Regions from separate parts of the Ovis aries genome. Here region 2 is linked to region 1. A link is a contact called in public Hi-C data. All regions are on one chromosome and are shown on one strand. Each heading gives the region's core, a stretch centred on a gene start, on an enhancer-like site or on the middle of the called end of the contact. The rest is flanking DNA. Distances are from core to core; before and after follow the strand shown.

Region 1 (4,785 bases), core at 2,260-4,759:
GTCCTGACTCAAAAGAAAGGTAACAAGCCTCGGGAATAACAAGTCAAGTTTCAAGCAATAAAAGAAAATTTTACATCATATATTTACCCACATTTAGGCTACTATGGACTCTGCTGGAGACATGAAAGAATGCGGTATTTCTTAAAATAATCAACATTACATCCTCTCATTAGCAGGGAATCAATACTGATCATTTAAAATGTCTTCTCCAAACAACCACTTCACTGAAAGCTTTATATTTCTATAAAATAATGGGAATGCCTGCAAAAACGTGATTTCTTTGAACAGTTAGCTCTTCACACCTCTTCAACATTTTCCCTAAATGAAAGGCCAGAGAACAAAATGAATAGACCTTTGTTTTTCATACCACATCATTAAAGGATAACGAGTAATTTTAAAGTTCTACATCAGCATGAGATCAATTCCCTATATCAGAGTCAACACCTAGGAAAAGAGGCTACTTTTCTTACTACTGAATTACACAAAAACACACTTCATTCTGTCAAAACTGCAACATTCAGGCAAAATTGATAAACCTTAAACAGAAACTGCTTCTAATACAAAACAGAATTTTCACTTCCTGAGACGTCTAAACAGTTCCCTGGTCTTTTGCAATGAGGTTTTCTACTTCTGCAACAGATAGAAACACATTTTGAGGTTGTGCAGGTTTTCCTGTTTTTGCGTTTTGGTTACATGTAAAATACCATTCACTTAGCTACCCAACGCATTACAGTTTCTCAATGCACGCCCTAAGTCAAGCGCAGCTTTTATGCTACAGATGTGCTGTTAATTTAATTCTCTCAACAACTCTGTGAGGTAATCAGAGATTTGGTAACTCAGTCAAGTACATATAAAGTGAAGTCGCTCAGTCGTGTCCGACTCTGCGACCCCATGGACCGCAGCCCACCAGGCTCCTCCATCCATGGAATTTTCTAGGCAAGAATACTGGAGTGGGTTGCCATTTTCTTCTCCAGGGGAATCTTCCCCACACAGAGATAGAAACCAGGTCTCCCTCACTGCGGATAAAGGCTTTACTGTCTGAGCTACCAGGGAATCCAGTAAGTAAAGAGCCAAGACTCAATCACAGACTGACTAACTGCTAAGTCCATGTTCTTAAACACTGTGTTACACTTCTCCGTGAAGAAAACGGAACCAAAAAGAAACAAATACATTCATTTTCTTTTTCAGTTTTGGGCTCTTATATCAAGTACCTATCTAACTGTATTCTGTGCTTCTGGAGTTTTTGCTTATGTAAAGAAATTCATATAAGATATGTAACAGATGTCATAACCTTCAAGCAAACGAACACAACTTTACAGACAAACTAATTTTATAATAGAGGTTAAAATGAAAGTTGATGTAACCTCCCTGGTTCCTGGAGGGATTGTCACAACACCTGGTAGGGAGCAAATCAATTGTTTTCGGATTAAATCATCTATTACGAGCCTACAAGACAGTGCTTGCCACCTGAAGACATTTTTCAGTTGTGTAATGTGTTTTCCCTTCTGTGGAATGAAGCCAGACAACCAAACAATGGGGAGTCCTAGTTTTCCTTCCTTGAGAAATCAGTTACTTCAGAATGTCTGGAATTTTCACCAATTAGAATACCTAGATGAGTCAGGAGCTGTCTTCTTTTGTCATAGAGTGCACAAAGATCCAGTTAATTAGTGCCTAGCAGAGGGAAGTAAAGCTTGGCCCTGGAAGACGTTTTTCCTTTTCCCATGTGGAATAAATAAGACACTTTTAAGGTCAGTTTCTTTGCCAAAAAACGATTTCTAAAGGTTACCGTAATATTCGTAAGGCGGCTTGTTTTTAACGTTGTAATCACTGTTATAAGACTTTTTTCCAAGACCCTCAAATGAAGACTGTTATAACTGTCAGGCCCATTCCCCATTACATGGTGAGATTTTGCCAACTTGATAGATGTCTGCAGCACCTGCTAACACTTATCAAATGCTGTGTGCCAGGACCAGTGGTTTGGCCTATACAGCCCCTGCACCTTCTCAACACCCCCATGAGGGAGGTACTGTCACTATATTGATATTATGGGTGGGAAACGTGAAGCTGGGGAGACTAAGTCACCGTCCAAAGGCACACAGAGCAAGCAGAGTGGGGATCTGAGCTCGGGTCTGACCCCAAAGCCAGTGCTTCTGACAATTTCTTCAAACTGTTCTCAGAGAAAAAGTCGGTCCCCAAACCTCTACTGTTCCCCCGTCGGTCAGCAATAAAAAAGAAAGAAAGAAAGGAAAATCCGCTTGCACGGAGATGCTGGTTCAATCCCTGGTCGGGAAGATCCCCTGCAGAAGGAAATGGCAATACCCCACTCCACTTTTCTTGCCTGGGAAATCTCATGGACAAGAGGAGCCTGGTGGGCTACAGTCCATGGGGTCACAAAAGAGTCGGACATGATTTACGACTAAACAACAAAACCTATCACACTGTGACCCCTCTTCAACGTACAAGACGTAAAGTATCCCAACAGCCTTCACCTTTTGCGATTTTAAAAACAGACCAAATTCTAAGCTCTCCCTACCCCTACAAAACAACAACGAGATGGGGAAGAAAAGGCAAGGGCTGTATCACTGCGTAGAAAGAGTCAGACAAGGAAGGGCCCAGAGTCCACAAGTGAAACCGATCTGAACTTAAAGCACACGGACCTAAATATTTCAGAACGCAAACAGCACAAACCCAAGAAATCGCAACTGAAGTCAGCAGAAAGCGGTTGACGGAAACTGGCCCAGGGCTGGTGCGCAAGAAGCTGTTACGCTCGGGGTTCTGCGCTCCTCTATCACAGCCACAGAGAGAGAAGCAGGAACCCACAAGTTCGCAGGCAAGACCAAAGCTGACTCCACACCTGTGCTGACTTCAGACTCGCTGCCGCGGGGAAAGATTTGCAGCGTGGTTCCCACGCCACCTCGTTAAGTTACCGTACAGGGGACCACAGAGGCTGAAACGCCCACAGCAAAAAGAGGAAGGGGTCTAGCTTCTGGCGGCAGCCTTTCTCATGGCCGCTACCACGGCTTTGGAGGAAGCCGCGCGTGGACTCGTGGCCGGGGGGCCCCGCCGCCCTAATCGCCGCCCGCACCCACGTCTGTACCCGGTCCCGACGCGCTATCTGCCCCCGCGCCGGCCGGCCTCCCGCACTTATCTGCGCGCGCCCGCCGGCCTCACCTGCCCAACTCCCGGCCCGGGGTCAGGGTGTAGGCGTCCTGAAAGGGCTCGGTGCGCACAGCGGTGCGGATCTCCGTCAGCAGCCCGCGGGCCTGGGTCGGGGGCGGCGGCCGGCGCGGCGTGCCCAGACCCCGGCCAGCCCGACCCGAGCCGGAGGCGGCGGCCGGGGAAGAGCCGCCGCTGCCCGGCTTCTCGAGAGGAATCATGGCGCTCGGGCGTGCTTTTCTTGCCTGCCACCCGGCTCGCTCGGAGCTCCCGGCGGGTAACGGCCCCGCCTCCAGCTGCCCCGAGCCGGCGCGAGGATGCCACCCGCTCTGCCCGGAGCTGCGCACAGACTGCGGCCGGCTGCCTCCAGGCCGCCTGGCTCCGCCCCACGTCCGGCCCCGCCTCTCCCCTGCCCCCCGGGGAGCTCCAGTGGGTTCCTGAGGGCCGCGTGCCTCGCGCGCGCCCTCTGCAGCTGAGGGGGAGAAGGTGCAGCCTGGCGGGGGGCCCGGCAGCCGGCCCCGACAATCTGCAGGCGACTCACAGCACCACCCTTCTGACTGGAGGACCCGCTGCGTCAGCCAGTTACGCACCTGCTAAGCATCTGAGTGTTGCAAATCTGAGCCCTACATTAATGAAAATGCGTAGGAGCTACCAGCCAGAGCTTCACGATCCCTTCCCTTGGGCGGGTCAGGAGAGGTGATGATCAGGGCTGATCAGGGCTGCTGTACAGCACGTGGAAGTTGCCTGGGGCATCTGGTACATTCCCACACTGAGAGGAGGACATGAAGGCAAGAGATGGATAAATATTTTTAAACCCGCATACCAGCCCTACAGTCTTCTCTATATTTAACTTTCAAGGTGCTCTCATCCGGTCTTGAGGTTTTAATTACATCCGTATGCTCACGACTACAAAATTTTTATCTCTAGTTTCCAACCATTCTCTGAACTTCACACTCATATATTGAAGTATACACTTGGCATCACCAGTTGGATAACAAATTAGCATTTCAAATTTAACCAGCAGAAGTCATCTCCTGATCATCCTTCATAAATTCAGTCCCACCAAGTTTCCCCACCTCAGTAAATGCTATTTCCATCCTTCCAGTGGTTCAAGCCAAAGACCTTGGGGTCAACATTGACTCCTCTCTTTCTCTCATACCCCTCATCCATTTTGTAAGAAATCCTCTTGGCTTTACCTTCAAAACATATCCAGAATCTGATCACTCCTCTCCATTTCCCCATGACCACAACTACCATTCTCTTTTGTCTGGATTATTGTGATAGCTCCCTAACTAGGCTATCTGCTACCATCCCTCTTCCTCCTCAATTCCACATCACTTATTTTTGAGGCCACCAGAGTGATCTTTTAAAAAATCTAAATTAGATCATGTCATTCCTCAGAGTTTTGCTTCTGGCAATGATGAGTTAGTCTATGTGTGATCAATACTCTCACTGAGAAAGTTGGCAAATTTTTCCAAATCAGATAGTCCTCTACTTGAAACATCAGAGAGTTTCAAAAGCAGCAAGAACTTGAATCACTGAGATCCAGACAAGAAGGGCATCCCAGAATGGCACCCCTTTCCCATGAAGCATTTGATAATTCCAAAGCAATGACTGAAAGGGTGAGAA
Region 2 (4,659 bases), core at 405-2,904, 620 kb after region 1:
GAAAGTACTCTAAGGAAAAAACTAACTCATCACTCTTTCTAGGATACTAATTTACTCCTGTGACCACCAACCCATTTCACTTTTGTTTTTCTAAACTGTTTATAAAAATTAGTGCGAGGTGGGAGGGACGTTCAAGAGTGAGGGGACATATGTATACCTATGGCTGATTCATGATGCATGGCAGAAACCAACACAGTATTGTATAGTAATTATCCTTCAATTAAAAATAAAAACTTTAAAAAAAGATTTATTTACCCTCTCCTTGCTATATTCCTCAGGCCTGTAATATTTCTTTTGATTTTAGGAACTCTTAAAAATATACAACGCTGTTTAACACTTAACAACCGATACTCCTTTTCAATATACCTGAAAGTATTGCTAAGCACAGACCAGTGGTTAATAGCACAGGCTCTGGAAGGTCTGTGTGACCTTGGGGCCTTTCTGAGTCTAGTTCTTCAGTTCAAAAGTGGAGACACCTAATGGGATCCTAGTGGAGATTATATGAAATATACGACGAGATTAAACGAAAGTGGAAATTATACGTAGTGGAGATTATACGAAATATATGTTGACTTTGATATTCAGCGGGACATTCCTAGTGGCTGAGACGGTAAAAGCGGCTGCCTACAATGCGGGAGAGCTGGGTTTGATCCTTGAGTCGGGAAGATCCCCTGGAGAAGGAAATGGCAACCCGCTCCAGTATTCTTGCCTGGAAAATACCATGGACACAGAAGCCTGGCGTGCTACAGTCCATGGGGTCGCAAAGAGTCGGACACGACTGAGCGACTTCACTTCACTTCACTTGACATTTAGTGGGCTCTCCCGAGTATTATCATTATTATGTTCGGGATAACTTCGAAATCGAGTAGGATGTAAATATCAAAGCAACAACAATTTTAACACCCAAGATATTTCCATTTAAAATTAGTTTTCAGGGGAAATAGAGGATCAAGAGTCAATTGACACAGCTCAAATGGTACAGAAGGCAAACTGCTTTAGGTGGTGGACTGGACTGGAAAGAAAAGAAGATCTAGAGAGCGGTGTCCCTTGATGCTAAGTTAATGCACTTCGGTTACATTCTCTGTAGGAATGGGACAGTCAGAGGACGTTTCTTTTCCTTTTTGCAGGGGACTGGGGAGCAAAAACTGCTGTCTTTGTTCCTAAGCAAGTGAATGTCCGGGACAACGATCCCTACACACAGCCAAAGATCAGAACACCGGAGCAGGCTAAATACGAGCAGACTTCACCACGCTGCCTGGAGTCCCCAGTCCAAACCCCTCTCCACGGAGGCCTCTTTACGTACCCCATGGAGGACTGGGAAAACCTGGTCGGCTCTGCAGAAGTTTTCGCTGCAGCTGCTTCCAACAGTTCCAGAGAAGTCCTCGGGCTACGGGCAACGGCGGAACCAGCAGCACCAGCATGGTGGGCGCCATGTTGCTCGGCCGAAAGCCACCCCCACCAGGCCTCTGAGTCCCGCCCCTACCTTGAGCATGCGCATAGACACAGAGTCGGGCAAACGCGCACCTGGAACTATAACTCCCAGCATTCTTCTGGAGCGGCTCTGCCTTTTCTCCAATCAGAAATCTAGAAAGGAACGCGCGGGGCGGGGAAAAAGAAACGAAACTGGCTTCAGCGCGCATGTGCGCGGATGTGCGTTGGTTCTTCGGGTAAAGATGGCGGAGCGTGGTTACAGCTTTTCGCTGACTACATTCAGGTATGGAAGGGACTCCCGAGGTCCTCCACGTAACCGAGGTTGCAGGAGCTCTGCCGACCAGGTTTTTACCTTCCTGGTCTCTGACTTGGCGCTTCCTGAGGGCCTCGTAGGAAATGGGGGTGGAAATGCGAGTTTGCCAAGTCATTTGCGGGGCCTTCCCGCGGCCTGGGGAGCATTGGTGCCTGGGGACCGTGGGAACGCGAGTCAGGGTATCCTGGGAGATCTAGGCGCTGTGGGAAGTTGAGGCCCTCACCCAGGGATTTTCTTTCGCTTTGGAACTAGAGAAAAAGGCAATTTTGAATGAGCTGCTTTCAGGTTTCCTGTTCAGAACTCTTTCTTCCTGACTCAAGTAGGCCTGATTCAGGAGCTTCTGGAGGTCGGAATCTTGGTCAGCCCTGTGGGGTTCCTTTTTCTTGGAAAGACCCAACTTTACAGTTCAGTTCTAGTCTTAGCTTCCATTTGGCGCTAATGTCTTTGGAAACCTTTTCCCGCTTTCGATTTCTTCGGTGCCCCTACTGGAAGCTTAAGAACTGAAAGTGAAAGTGGTAGTGTTTCTAGCCCCTTGTCTTTGTGGGCTCCAAAATAGGCTGTATTTGCTTTGGGGCTGTTATTTTTGAAGGGGGATATGTTTATTTAAAGAAAGATGGTAGGCTTTTGAACTTTAGAATATTTATGTAAGCATGTTTTTCAAAATAAATCAGAGATGCACTATCATCGTTCCCGGTGTAAGAAAACCGTCACCAAAGGCTGTACTGACGGGAGAAGGATTCAATTTGGCCATTTTCCTACAGATCAGTAATGGCCTGTTTAATTAAAAATATTATCTGACAGCTAAAGACGGGCGGCATCCAACTTGTTGAGTACTTTCTGTGTGGGTGGAGCTTACTCCCATCTCTTTAGGCTACTCTGTGTGATACATGTTTTCTAAACATTTTACAGATGAGCTGACCACAACTCAAATTCAATAACTCCTCCCTGGTCATAGGTTAATATTTAAACTGGGTTCTTTCTGACGACAAAATTAATACACTTTGCATTACTGTGTAATGTCTTCTGAAAATACTAGAATATTTATCTTTTTTAAAAAAGATCTCTTCATATACAATGATATGAAACAAAGTTTGACAGGTCGCTACTGTTCGTATTCAGAGACAAAATCTGGACCTTTATCTTTAAGAAAGTGTTATCCTAATCCCAGCTGAAACATGAAACAACCATATGTTATCAGGGACTGAATCTTTCCATAATAAATTTCCTTGTTTAAACACACTCTTGTTTTTTTTTTTTAATATGATGGTGCAATTCTGTTTTGGATTTTAAAAATTGTTTCTGTCCTGTTGTAATCAGAATTATTAATGGTAGATGTGATAAGAGACTATACTATAGGATGAAAAGGTGTTCTTGAGGATAACATTTAGTTGGGGATATTGACAACCAGTGGGCTTCCCTCTTAGCTCAGCTGGTAAAGAATCCTCCTGTAATGCAGGAGACCCCTGTTCAATTCCTGGGTCAGGAGGATCTGCTGGAGAAGGGGTAGGTTACCCACTCCAGTATTCTTGGGTTTCCCTTGTGGTTCAGCTGGTAAAGAATCTGCCTGCAATGCAGGAGACCTGGTTGGGTTGGGAAGATCTCCTGGAGAAGGGAAAGGCTACTTACTCCAGTATTCTGGCCTGGAGAATTCCATGGAATGTATAGTCTATGGGGTTGCAGAGTCAGACAGGACTGAGCGACTTTCACTTCATTGACAATCAGTGGGTAAACAAATGGGTGCCTACTCATACACTCTGAAGAATGTTTTTCCCTTCCTCAGGAATTTTTATTGAGAGGGCGAAAGAAGGAATGTAACTTTAGATTGGGTGGTCAGGAAAGACCAATGCTTGGGGGCTGTTTGAGGGGACTGGAAGATGAAAGGGAGCCAACTATTTGAAGATATAGGGGTAGGGAGAGTTGCAGACAGGGAAAAGCATGTTTGAAAATGCTGAAGTTTAAGACTGAATTGATAGGCCAGTGTGTTAGAGTATAGTGAGCAGGGAGTTATCCTGGGTTTGGACCAGTCTTGCAGGGCCCTGTAGGCCAGAGTAAGGAGCTTTGATTGTGAATGGATTAAAGGATTTAAGTGGAAGATGTTAAGATATAAAAGTAACTCTGGATCAGGGAATGGAAGTAAGAGTGGAAAATAAGAAAACTTGCTGGAGGGCTAATTTTTTCAGTTATCCCTGATAGAGATCCTGGTGCTTTGGAACTGCACTGCCCAAATCAGCTAATTTTGTCATTTAACAGTCTTTAGACTGCTACCCCTAGGTTTATTCCTTAAATAGGTGTGGATGTATGTCTGTCAGTCAGATGAACCTGGTCATCAGTTATGTGTTGGTGTATTGATTGAACAGAGCTTATACTTTGTGAATATTACAAAATAATTCAAATGTGTTGACTCTGGGCCAAGGAGGAAGCATGGGACACTTAGGTATGAGTGTGTGGGATTCAGTCTGGGTGGTCAGGGCAGCTTTTCTTGAGAAAATGACACTTCTGTTAAGGTGTGGAGAATGACTTGGAAGGAGTTCACCAGACTGGTGAAGTGCATTGCAAACAGGAATTGTCTTGTCAGAGGGGTTTTTTGAATTCTAAGGGTAGTTGTGTCTCTGGAGCGCGATGGCATGGTATGAGTTGAGACTTGAGTGACAGTATCTCTAGTTTTATGAAGATGAAACAAATGACCTTCTGAAACTGAAGATTATAGACTGGGTATGTGGACCTAGCTTGTGTCTCACTTAGGACAAATTATTTTCATTCAAAGACTATCAATCAAATAGAAAGGTTGGTGATGTTTATGGTATTTGTTCTAACACTCAACAACTAGACTGAAATTATATATGACCTAAAAAGCCAGTTTGGACCTAGTATTTGACTGTCAAACTCAGTGGAACCAGATATGTTAAGTATAACCA

What was found. A called contact is a pair of places that touch in the nucleus more often than the background predicts.
Region 2: a contact with region 1 is called in a Hi-C map of skin fibroblasts, with 2.1 times the contacts expected there. The contact joins the promoter of PSMA2 here to the promoter of STK17A in region 1. A contact is called at or near these places in 2 of 16 Hi-C or Micro-C datasets (muscle and skin fibroblasts).

The regions. Positions count from the first base shown.
Region 1 is chr4:79,166,501-79,171,285 of ARS-UI_Ramb_v3.0, forward strand. It overlaps STK17A (serine/threonine kinase 17a), which reads right to left and starts at 3,510. Exons shown (of 7, transcript XM_027968745.2): 1 at 3,172-3,510. The coding sequence starts at 3,377.
Region 2 is chr4:79,791,098-79,795,756 of ARS-UI_Ramb_v3.0, forward strand. PSMA2 (proteasome 20S subunit alpha 2) reads left to right here and starts at 1,655. Exons shown (of 8, transcript XM_004007997.6): 1 at 1,655-1,714. The coding sequence starts at 1,674. It overlaps MRPL32 (mitochondrial ribosomal protein L32), which reads right to left and starts at 1,462. Exons shown (of 3, transcript XM_004007996.6): 1 at 1,304-1,462. The coding sequence starts at 1,433.